Regions from separate parts of the Mus musculus genome. Here region 2 is linked to region 1. Evidence: chromatin contacts called from public promoter capture Hi-C data. All regions are on one chromosome and are shown on one strand. Each heading gives the region's core, a stretch centred on a gene start, on an enhancer-like site or on the middle of the called end of the contact. The rest is flanking DNA. Distances are from core to core; before and after follow the strand shown. Region 1 overlaps Hebp1 (heme binding protein 1). Region 2 holds the start of Gsg1 (germ cell associated 1).

Region 1 (5,636 bases), core at 2,459-4,958:
AGGCCAAACCTGTGGCATTCTACCAAATACAAACCCGTCAATGTGGCAAGCTCTGAAACTGTAATTATTGCGCCCAAGATCAAAGCACATTACTCAAGAGTGGAGAAGCCAAGTGTAAATTAGGGAGATCTTCCTTAAACAAGCTATGACTAACTCCCTGGGCTCACCGAGGGTTCCCCTGGGTTTGTGGCTACAATCACCCCATGACCCCAGGACACTGTCATGGACACTCAAGGATGCGGCATGGTGCCACAGTACATGCAAACAAATGTTACTGGACAGAGCTTGTACAAACGTGCTTGTGGGAAATGGCTGAGCGTGTTTGTGAACAGTTCAGGGGAGGCTATGGCCTCAATCTGCGACCCCCGGCACTCAGCCTACAGGAGAGTCAGTCATTGACACCCAAGCTTTCCTGTTCAGTTGTCCAGCACAGGTTTTTACCCATTTCAAATCTTACCCACATGCGCCACTCCAGCCCCCTAGGGAGAGAGGTGAGATGAGGCCAGAGGCTTTTAAAAATAAACTTCTGTTTTGGCAATGACACGGGTGAGAGTGGGCAGGGCGACAGATGGGAGCGTCTTCATTTGTAGATCGGCAATGGGCAAGCCTGTGCTCGCGGTCTCCCTTTTCTTTCTTTCTCCCTTTTGGCTTCCTTTCCTTTCTTTGTTTTTTTCTTTTGGAGAGACAGTATTTCACTTAAAAAAATGAGTATAAAACCTTTAGATTGAGGACTTACAATGACTGCTCCACCCCCCCACCCCCCCACCCCCCCACCCCCATCAATTTCACAAATCATGGAAGGAGGAATCTGTCAGGTCAGCAAAGCTCTCACGATCGGCCAACTTCTTGAACCCGAGGCTGACGTCCAGGTCTGGTTGCCACCAAGGGAAGGCCTGCTGATTGGGTTCAGGTACAGCCAATTCTCAGCCTAGAGTGGTCTCTATGAGGATCCGAGGTGAAGAGGTCCCTTCCTGAGGATGGTGTTGCCATAGGGTGCCATCTTCCCGCTTGCAACAAGAGCAAATGCCTTTTTTTTTTTTTTCACATTCTTAAATTCAAACCTCTCTATCTTCATCAGAGGTTTTTGAGAGTCAGCTTTGGGAAGAAGGGATTCATAATGGTTCCATATCGGGGTCGGCAGGCCCTGCTCCTTGTCACTGGGCACCAGGTCCATGGCAGCAGCCGGGCTTTCCACGTAGGTATCCGGGGCAGGAGCTTCGGCACAGCCTCATGTCCAGGACATCTGCTCGGCTCTCTACAGACCCGCACTGGCAGATGGAGGACGTAGGGAAGTTTGCATCTGCGAGGACCCACTGCTGAACTCAGCGCCTGGCTTGCCCTTCTCGGAGTTCTGTGGCCTGGTTCAACTGCAGGCCTCACCCAGCTCTTTCCTCAATTAGCTGGAGAGCTTCTTGCTCCGATGGGCAAGGTGACCGCGGCAGTGTCCCCAGCCTTTCCTGAACCCTGCCGGTCAAGGGCTCTGGCGTGGGTCTGAGCCCGGTTAGAGGGCTGTACTGCCAGTTCTCCACGTGCTCAACAGTCTTGTTTCTGTACCCCACAGTATCTCACTTTTAGCTCAGGCTGGAACTCAATGTGCAGTCCAGGCTGGGCCTTGAACTTGTGGCGATCTCCTGTCTCGGCCTTATAAGTGTGTGTGCCACCATGCTGGCCTGTTTTGTTTATTTGTTTTCCTTCAGCTTGATAGAGGTTGTCATGTTGCGCAGGCGAGACTCAAACTCGTTATGTAGCCAAGGCTGGCTCTGGACTCCCATTCCTCTTGCCTCCAACGTGCAATGACTACCGGTGCACACCACCATGCACGCCAGCTACCTTGCATTATTAAATACAGAACTGGCGTGAACAGAACTGGGGTGAACTTGTCTTGCTTTCTTAGCTCTTCTTCCTCATGTCTGGTGTCCTCTGTCACTGTCATCTAGTCATGGTGGCTGAAATCCATTCTCCTTGCCTCTACTCTAGCTATGCTCCCCAGTTCTGGCTTTTGCGGGGAAGGAGGAGAGACAGGGAACAGCAGGCACCAGGAGTGGAGGAGAGAAAGCCTGCAGATCTTAGCTGACCTGGCCTCACCCATCTCAGCCACCCTCTCCTACCTTCTTATACTTGCCATAGGCATACATACCCACTCACCGCACCCCATGCTGCAATCACAGCTGATTGTCCTGCTAAAGCCATTGTGAATCCTTTTCTCCTGTGCCTCTGACTTTCCCAGTTAGAGGCATACACTTCCCAAGTTGTGTACACTTTCCAAGTTGCAAATACACCTTGCAGCTTTCATTGACCTAGTAGTAGTCAGTTGGTGCAACTCTGCTTGGGGACCTCTGGAAAACGCTTTTGTTTTCTCATACAGTGGGGCTAAGGATGTGGCAGGGACAGCTTCCTCTCCTTGGCCCTTCCCTGCCTTGAGCAGGGATGTGACAGCAGGAGCCACCCTGGCTACCTTGCAGCCCTGAGACAATAGTCAGCACCAGCCATTCAGCATACTTGTATATTTCTTACTGTTTGATAAGAGAAAGTCTCATCATTTCTTCTACCACTCATTGTATTCCTAAATGATATATCTGGGGAGGGGGTGAGGTAATTTAGAGACAGGGCATTCCAGGCCCTTTTGAAAGCAAGGCACCATCAAGGGGATGGTGAGACCCAGCCATCGCAAAAAGTGCCAAGGGACTTGCTGTTCTGTGGCTGTTGTGTGGTGAGGAAGAGATTAGAAAGGCGGGAAGCTGGGGAAGTAGAGAACGAATCACCAGGGCTTTTAGGTCAGAAATGGACTTTCAGTTGTCATAGTACCACGTGAGGGGCTGATGACTAGGCTGGTCTTCCTGACTCAGCCACACCTCTCCTTGTATATTTTGCAGTGTGGTCAAAATGTTTCCTCTTAAAACATGATGGGGTCATGTTTCCAATTAGTGCTACACAAGTATTTTTAACTTTTCTTTTTTAAGGACAAAATCCAAGCTGGGGCTGGAGAAATGGCTTAGCAGTTAAGAGTGTTTGCTGCTTCATCACGGGGTCTTGGGTTTGGATCCCAACAGCCACACAAGAAGGCAGTCATCCTAACACCTTCTTTTAGGCCTCTTTGTGTACACACACACACACACACACACACACACACACACGCACGCACGCACGCACGCACGTACGTGCAGACACTACATAAATGAATAATTAAACAAAATATTTTTTAAAAAAATCCAAACTACCTGACATGACCTGAGGACCTGTGCTACACTTCTCTTAGTCTTGGGTTCTGTGTGACAGCTTGGGCGTGGTCTCACCTCCTCATCTGTGTGACAGTCATGACACTACCCTCGATACAGAGTCGCCATGTGAAGTGAGTTTCATAGTATGTGCACAGTGCAGCAGGCAGTCAAGGCTGGTCTTCAGAAACGGCTGTGACTGTAACCCAGAAGCGACCCTGGAAGTCCTCCGCTAACACTTCATCAGCTCTTGCTTCTCCTTCTCCAGGACCCACGTTTTTCTTTGCCCCCACTCCCACCCCCCACTAAGCATCACACAGAGTGAGCCCTTGCTGTTCCCATAGTAACCCAAACACTGATTCCTCTGGGAGATCTTTACAGTTGTCCAAATTAGGGCTGTTGACAGGACTTGATCCTGGTGCACCTCATGACCCCTAAGCTCCCTGCCTTGAAGCCTGCAACCTGTTCTTTAGCTCCTTTCTTCACTTCCGGCTCACAGCCCCTCCCCCTTCTATACGTGAGAAACTCCTCATTGTTCCTTTCAATTCCTGTCTCTTTCAGTTAAGGAAACAGGACCCTCACCTTTTCTGACCTCATCGTTCTGAATAAATCCCCCTGGTGAAATTTCCTGCCCTAGGGGTTGGTTGTGTGTGGGAGTGTGATTTTTCTTCTCCATCTGCTTTTGTAACTTCTGCAAACCCCTGTGGACTGCAGCTGTAGACCTGACCCTCAGCGATTGTTCACAGATGTGCTGTCTGGAAGCTCGGAGACAGCCAGGCATCCAGAACACAGCCTCTTTCCATGGGACCCTTGGAGAAGGTTCTGCAGACTCCAGATCTCAAAATACAGTGAACACCATCAACAGCACTCTGTTAAAACTATCCATCTTGGGGCTGGAGAGATGGCTCAGCGCTGTTCAGCGTGCTTTCTGCTCATCCAGAGGTCTTGGTTCAGTTCTCAGCAACTCAAGTCTGACGGCTCTGAATTCCCTGTTACTCTAACTCCATGGGATTTGATGCCTACTGATGGGCTCTGAGAGTACCTGCCCACACATGAACACACACACACACACACACACACACACACACACACACACACACACACACACACACGTAAAATAAATGTTCTTAAAGGACTATAGAACTGGGAAATAATTTAAAACTGTCTCCACTGCATACGTCAAAGATTTGTATTTTTGGTTTCTTTCTAGACAAAGTTCTTAAAAGAATCACAGAAGAAAGTTCATGCATAAGTCACATATTTCCTCACTAACAAAAATACAAATTCGATAATTATTAAAAATCAGTTTTTAGTGGCAGAGGAAATGCCACTGGGATTTTTTTTCTGGTCTGCCCCAGAACTTTCTAACTCAAGAATGATGCTGCCAATCTTGGCTTATTTCAGAAAATCAGCAGTGAGGGATTTTGAAGGAACATTGGAGCTGAAGAAGTACCTCCCCCCACCCTCCCGCCCCTTGACCCTAAGTCAGGGGACACAGTGGCACCCTTCCAGGACGTTCTCAGTTCATCAAGTGACTCATGCCTTCACAAGCCAGACCTCGTTACGGCGTCCATAGGGCTTCATGGGAGGGTCATATCCGGCACAGTAATAGACATCACCCTGGTAGGTCGCTGGTGTGCCCTCCAGTGTGGTCCGTAGCTGGGTGGCATGAGCAACATAGTCTGCTTCCTTGGCATAGCCTCCAAATTGCCTAAAGATTGAAGAGCAAGGGCTGGTAAGAAAGGACATGACCTTGCGGAGAAGACAAGTCTTTTAGAGAGAAGATAGGGCCACGGTTGGGACAAGCATGCCAGAGAGGTGACCCCCAAAGGGGGTCTATTTCAGCTCATCTGTAAATATGCAATGTTTTTCCTGGTGTTATGAGTGTTGTATGCAATATTGCAACTAAACACTGTAACTCGGGGAACGGAAGGCAGCAGTGGTCCCAAGCTGACTATGAGCCCTCCTTATGAGAGGCAGACTACCCCGCCTTTCACCATTTCCTCCGGCTCCCTCTGCTACCTCAGCTGCTGTTCTTCTTAGCCTGTCACCAGCAGGAAGGACAGACACCTAGGAGGAGCCACGGTGAAGCTGTCAAGGTTGGGGTAGCAGCTGTGTCTTCTGAAACAGGACAGCTGTTGTGAATGAGCACGTCCTAACAGGGACACAAGGTGGCTTCATTAGATCAGAGCTGACCAAGGCTGGGAACCAAGGGCGTCTTGGGAGGGACCCTGTGCAAGCCTCATTTGCTTTCCTAATGAAGAAACCTCCTCTAATCACCCCCCCTTCTTTGCAAAATCATAAAAACTTTCCTTTCTAGGAAGTAAAGAGACTTCTAACAAGATGGGCTATTTATGTGACGGCAGAAAAGGGGCATAGAGAAGCCGTCCCTTCCCAGTTTAGTCCGTCTCTTATATCACT
Region 2 (5,517 bases), core at 3,012-5,511, 120 kb after region 1:
TGAGAATGAACGTTGGGGGTGTTCAGCCACTCCCGGCAGGACATTTTGTAGGACTATTCCCTATAGTTCATTTCTGGTGGCCAGTTCCAGATCTCAGTGACTCAATAGATAGATCCTCAAGTGCCTCCCATAGGAAATGCAACATCACGATATCAGAAAATAGTTAGCCAGCGTTTCCTGATGGAGTTTTGTGCACATGTTTCTCTCCTTAATTGCATCCCCATTCTCTCCACCCGAGAACAGTGACCAATTCTTTTCCCTTCTCGATGCTTCCACCCTTCAAATACTTGGAGACACGTCTCATATCCCGCCTTGAGTCACCGCTTGGCACAACACCGTGTCTTTGGTTTTTATTGCCTCTGCTCATAAACCGCACCCCCGAAGCCTTAATTGCCTCAAGTTTGCCTTCTTCAGAGAAAAGGGGATGGGCGTGGCAGGGTTCGATGCAGAGGCCCAGAGGTTTAGAATGAAGCTAATGAAACCCTACCTCCCCAGCCCCTTACTTATTTGAGCTGCTTCCAAGGGCCTGTTGCCCAATCCAAACTTATAATTTTGTATTCTTTTCCTTAAAGGGTTCCAAAATATTAGTTTAGGCTCCCACAGCAGCTCTGATCCACCCATTCCTAGGGTGCTTGGCTGGGTACTTGCTGGATGTGACCAGTCTTAGTTTCCTCTCTCTGAGGTCCTTGGACCCCAAATTTCAATTTCCTCTAAAAAAAAAAAAAAAAAAAAAAGCAACTGAGTTTCTCTGCCTTGACGCACACAAAAAAAAAATCAGAACTCAGGACTCCATTCATTTCCTTTCATTGTAATTTGGGTTTGCTATTTCCCCAGACCCTTTCCTGTCCTCTCAGAACAGAAAAAGTAACTACTGGTCAATGTAACAAATTCAATTAAGCTTGTCTGGAAAGAAAGCTCGCAAGTCCATATGGAGACAAATAGCCCTCATCTCAACAGTGTTTAAACTTGGTGTGTTTGGACTGTCAGTGGGAAGTCACACTTGGGTGGGACTATTTAAGCTCCTCCCCATTCATGACATCCCAGTGCTGAGGCCGGGGACTGACCTTCACTTGCTAAGGTTCTCAGTCGACCTCCTCTGTGCTGTAGAAAACCATTTTTACTGGCTCTGCATAAAGAGAAATGATGGTCTTGGGACGCCCATACTTTGTCGGCAGAAGTTCAATTTACTGCGAGGCGACCGCGCTGCAACTCGCTGCAGACTAGAGGTAGTTAAGAATGTCGAATGAGAACTAGTGTGTTCACCTCTTCCCTGACACCTGAGCCTGGGGCTAAGGGATCTAGTCATTTTGTCCCCCAAGCTATTCACCAAAGACATCTTGTTTGCCCCACCTCGAAAGAGTTTCTCTGTCCTCCCAGGGGCCAGAATTCTTGACCCATGGCCTCATTAGGTAATTCCTTTCTGTTACTCAACGAGCACAAAGCTGGAGTGGAATCTAAGTGCTTTGGCTGTCGCTGAAGGATGCACAAACAGCTCTGCTCTCTGCACCTCCACGTTCTGACAGGCACACCTTCCACGGAGCTCACGTGCCTTCTTTGTGAGGCTCATTTGACTCAGTCAATGCACGGAGTAAAGCAGATTTTTTTTTTTTTTAACAGATTGCGGACTCCAGCACTGTCTTCAAATGAAGGATGTTTGTAATGCTAACAAGGCTCATGAACACATGTTGGGAAGCCTACGGGCGAAGACATGAACACAGAACGTGTCCAAACAGCATCGAGTGCATACCACTTTTCCCAGTTCTTATACAAAAGCAACTGGGAGCCACAAAAAGACCCCAGAGGGCCTAAAGCGTACCTGAGGCCCTTCTACACAGATGTAGAGTTTTCAGACAGATCTGCCAATACATTTCCTCCCACCTGTGGGAACAGTCCTGCTTTTCCATGAGCAGAGGCGCAGAAAATAGCAATGATCTCATTACCAGTATTATCTTTAGTCTGACGAGAGGACAAACAGATCACTCATAACAGTGACGGATCGGAAATGTTCTGTCCATTTCAAGACGGGTGATTCCGTACAGATTAGCGTCATTTTGATGTGGCTCGAACCTTCCGAACTTGAATTGCAGATTGCGGGACATCCAACTCCTTCGTTTTTGAGACTGAGAAAGATTTCCCGGAGGATTGTGCATGACCTTGCGAATACCCGCTCTGTGTTTAACTTGGGACCTCCCATTCTCAACTGTACCAGGCTTGTAAGTACCCACGTAACCCCAAGTGCTCCCAAGGTGGGTCACATATGCTGGCAAATCTCTCCTTTATGTTCGTTGGGAAGGGCCAAAGGAAAACATTTGGGACCTCCCTCCAGCCTTTCCCTTTCCTCTTTGTCATGGAATTGTTTGAAGGCTTTTGCTATGGCAGTCATTTCCAGGAGAGGAAGTATCCCCCCCCACTCCCCCCCAACCCCGCCTCCGCCTTTCTTCCATGCCCTAAGCCGCTGGCTGGCATGAATCAGAGGGAAAGCCACATTTGCACTTCCTGTGGGGCAATCCTTCACGTGCAAGTGACTGCTAGGACACTGGCTGCCCGGGTGTCTCAGGGACTGAGGGATTCAATGAGGAAGAGGGGTGCCAGGAATGCTGCTGTCCCTAGACAGTAACGGATCACCCATCCCCACCCCAGCGTGAGCTCCTTCGTTGCATATTTTCCTTCCCTTTCTCCCTTCATCTTCATTCTCTCTGTCTCAGTGCCTGAGCCAGATGAGATTTCTCCATGCTTCCCCATGAGTAACCCTCCCGACGGTGTTTACTACGGCGCCCCAGTTGCCTAGCACCGGGCGTGGTTGCCGTGGCGACGCACCGGGAGCGTGTTTTGAATTGTTTCGCAGGGCCCCGCCCTTGTGCAGCGAGTCCTTGGGACTTCTAGGTGTGGCAAGGAACCACTAGGTTTCTTCCTCTTTCTCTTCCTTGGGTGGGTCCTGCATCCGGTTGGCCTATCCATCAGGGCAGGCGAGGACCAGCCCAGAGAAGAGAATGGATCCTGGGTTAAATTCCTAACACCAGACGGGACAAGTGTCCTGGTTGCTGTCAAATCCCAAATCAAGCGTTTCCCTATTCCCTCCAAAACGTGGTTCCCTAGGTCCTTTCTGATGGAGGGGTAAGGTAGGCCTGCCTCGTTTTGTAGACACGAGAGGTGAGCACATGAACCCCTTAACACATCTGAGGACTACTGGTTACCTACCTGCTTCCCCAAGGGCTGGCGGGAGAGGTGGGGAGTCCTCTACAGTTTTGTTCTGAAGATCTAAAGAGGTGGAAGGAAAGCGGAATCTAAGGAAAAAGCATCCCAAACTACCAGGCCAGTGGTTAGACCCTTCGCTAGCTAACTGCTCCCGAGGCCCTCGCACCCCACCAGGTATAGAGCACCATCTCCATTGTGCTGCTTGGATTCGATCTTTGATTTGCACCAGATCACAGATGTAGACATGGTAGAGTCCGCGTTTAGACCCGCAACCCTAAAAGGCCCACTGCTTTTGAAGGAACGTGCCCACACAGCAAAGGGCAGGGAGACACTTTTTAACAAAAGCCACAGATTTCGGGTCATGGAACGGCCTCCACAATGAGGCAAGGGTTCAAGTGTCCTGTGCTTTATATCTGTGGCTTCATGTTAACACCAGGCTTCCCCATAACCCTGCCCCCTCTCTAGAGAACTAATCCTGAAAGATACTAACATTTCAGGCACTGACTGGCTTTTGCTATCATGTTCATATCTGTAAGGGCTCCACCAGTTGATGGTTGATGTGTGTACTTTGGGGGCTTCTTTCTGAACTTGGGGGAGCTGCCTGAGCCCACACTGCTGGCTCTTCAGAGCTTTGAGCTCTGTCCCAGTCTCACCAATGCCGCTTTCTTAGGCTAGCTGGGCCTTCTGAACATACTTGCTCACTGCTCAATAACTATACATTACTCCCCTCTCCGTGTGTGTGTGTGTGTGTGTGTGTGTGTGTGTGTGTGTGTGTGTGTTCATGCCACTAGAGATGGGGCTCAAATAGTGAAATAAATATAATTAGTTTTTTTTAACAACATTTCCAAAAGCTGTGTACCTACCTCCTGGGTGAGACAAACATTTTGAGTCAGCTGACAGGAGTTGAAAATGTGTCTCAGCTTCTGCTCTGACAGGTCTTAGTTGCGTGGCTCAGGTGTTGAGGGAGAGGGTGCACCAGGTCCCCTCTTGCCAGCAGAGGGGGTAAGGTGGTATGTGGGCAGTTGGGAGAGGATGAATGCCCCTCAGGCACGCCGCCAGCTTGGGTAGGGATGGGTTACTATGACTTCATTCTGTGATGTCACAGTAGCAGGCAGGGCTCTCTCCCCCGGATGCCCCGCCCACTCCTCTCCCAACCCTAGAAAGACCAGGTTGAGAGAAGGGCACACGCTCAGTACCTCTCAGTCTCCTGAGGTCTTTCAATCGGTGCTTAATGAGTATAAAAAGATCTGGGGAGTTCATTCAAACACAAATCTGAAGGTTAGGGATGGCTTGCATGTGGTGCCAACCAGATCACATTGGCTTGTGAGGCTTGCCCACTGCTGTCAGAGAGAATTACAGTTGTGAGCCACATAAGGCTTAACAGTGTTCTAACACCTCCATTCAAAACAGTGAGATGAACACACACAGCAATAACAATGAACTCTTACCCAGGGCTGGGTGAAAGCCGACATCCCCCTCCTCCCCCACCCTCCAGCAACCACTGGAACCACACTGTTCTCAACATTGCATTAAAATGAAATATAACAGCTAAGTTGCACCATCTACATCTGAAGGGCTCAAAAGCCTCATGTAGTAAGCAGCTACTGTGTTGGCCTTTTTAACTCTAGACCATTCTTGAAGAGGTAATGGTGCAAAAGAGTTGCCATCTTAAAGGACCAGTGTCTGGAAATCTAAGGAGGCATTCAGTATCACGTTTATTTTTATTTGAAACAAGGCATTACACTTCATGTGTAGCTGAGTCTGGCCTTGAACTCTCGATCCTCCTTCTCCTCCTATCTCCCAAGTGCTGGGATGACAGCAGTGTCCACCACGTGTTGAATTTTCAGTTTTGCTTTGCAACAGGCTCTTACTCCAGCTAAAGCTGGTCTGGAACTCACTATATAACAAGGTTGGCCTTCAACTCATGGCAATCCTCCAGCCTCAGTCTCTGAGCACCAAGACTACAGATGTGAGCCACCATGCCAAGTTCACTCTCAGAGTTTTAGTAGACATAATTCAGTTGACGCCGAGGTACAACTCAGCCTCAGGTGTGAAGTCCAGGATTGAAAGGGTCTGGATGAAGACCTGTCCTGTGTGACATGGAACCCTCCATCCCTCTCTAAGACCCTTGCTCTTCCTTATCAAGGCACCCAGATCCTGACCTTCAGGACCTCAGATTCTAGCCTCAAATCCCTTATTCCAGCCCTGAGAATGCTCCCTTACCTCTGAGCTTCTATAGCATGCCTGGTCAGCTAATACAATCAGATTTTTCTTCTTTCTTTTCCCTCCCTTTCCTATTCTCCTTCCATCTTCTCCCTTCCA

Evidence for each region. Promoter capture Hi-C pulls out the DNA fragments that hold promoters and counts their contacts.
Region 2: a promoter capture Hi-C map of embryonic stem cells shows a contact between it and region 1, with 2.2 times the contacts expected there. The contact joins the promoter of Gsg1 here to the enhancer-like site in region 1. A contact is called at or near these places in 12 of 39 promoter capture datasets (the 3T3-L1 cell line, the C10 cell line, the HPC-7 cell line and 7 more), 1 of 15 datasets of contacts at CTCF or cohesin (pro-B cells), 42 of 484 Hi-C or Micro-C datasets (the AML12 cell line, B cells, the C2C12 cell line and 20 more), 4 of 115 datasets of contacts at active chromatin or transcription factors (embryonic fibroblasts, embryonic stem cells, heart atrium and 1 more) and 3 of 9 other capture datasets (adipose tissue, liver and macrophages).

The regions. Positions count from the first base shown.
Region 1 is chr6:135,133,138-135,138,773 of GRCm38.p6, forward strand. Hebp1 (heme binding protein 1) reads right to left here. Exons shown (of 4, transcript NM_013546.3): 4 at 4,382-4,926. The coding sequence ends at 4,752. It also overlaps the pseudogene Gm29803. Among named protein-coding and RNA genes, the nearest start is that of Gm22881, 13 kb to the right of the region's middle. Within about 2 kb of position 3,709, at least 44 of the 459 cell types and tissues checked have an H3K27ac peak or open chromatin away from gene starts, as enhancers often do. A contact at or near this core is called in adipose tissue, bone marrow-derived macrophages, embryonic stem cells and 1 more, where this site is marked.
Region 2 is chr6:135,250,075-135,255,591 of GRCm38.p6, forward strand. Gsg1 (germ cell associated 1) reads right to left here and starts at 4,262. Exons shown (of 7, transcript NM_010352.2): 1 at 4,059-4,262; 2 at 3,199-3,258.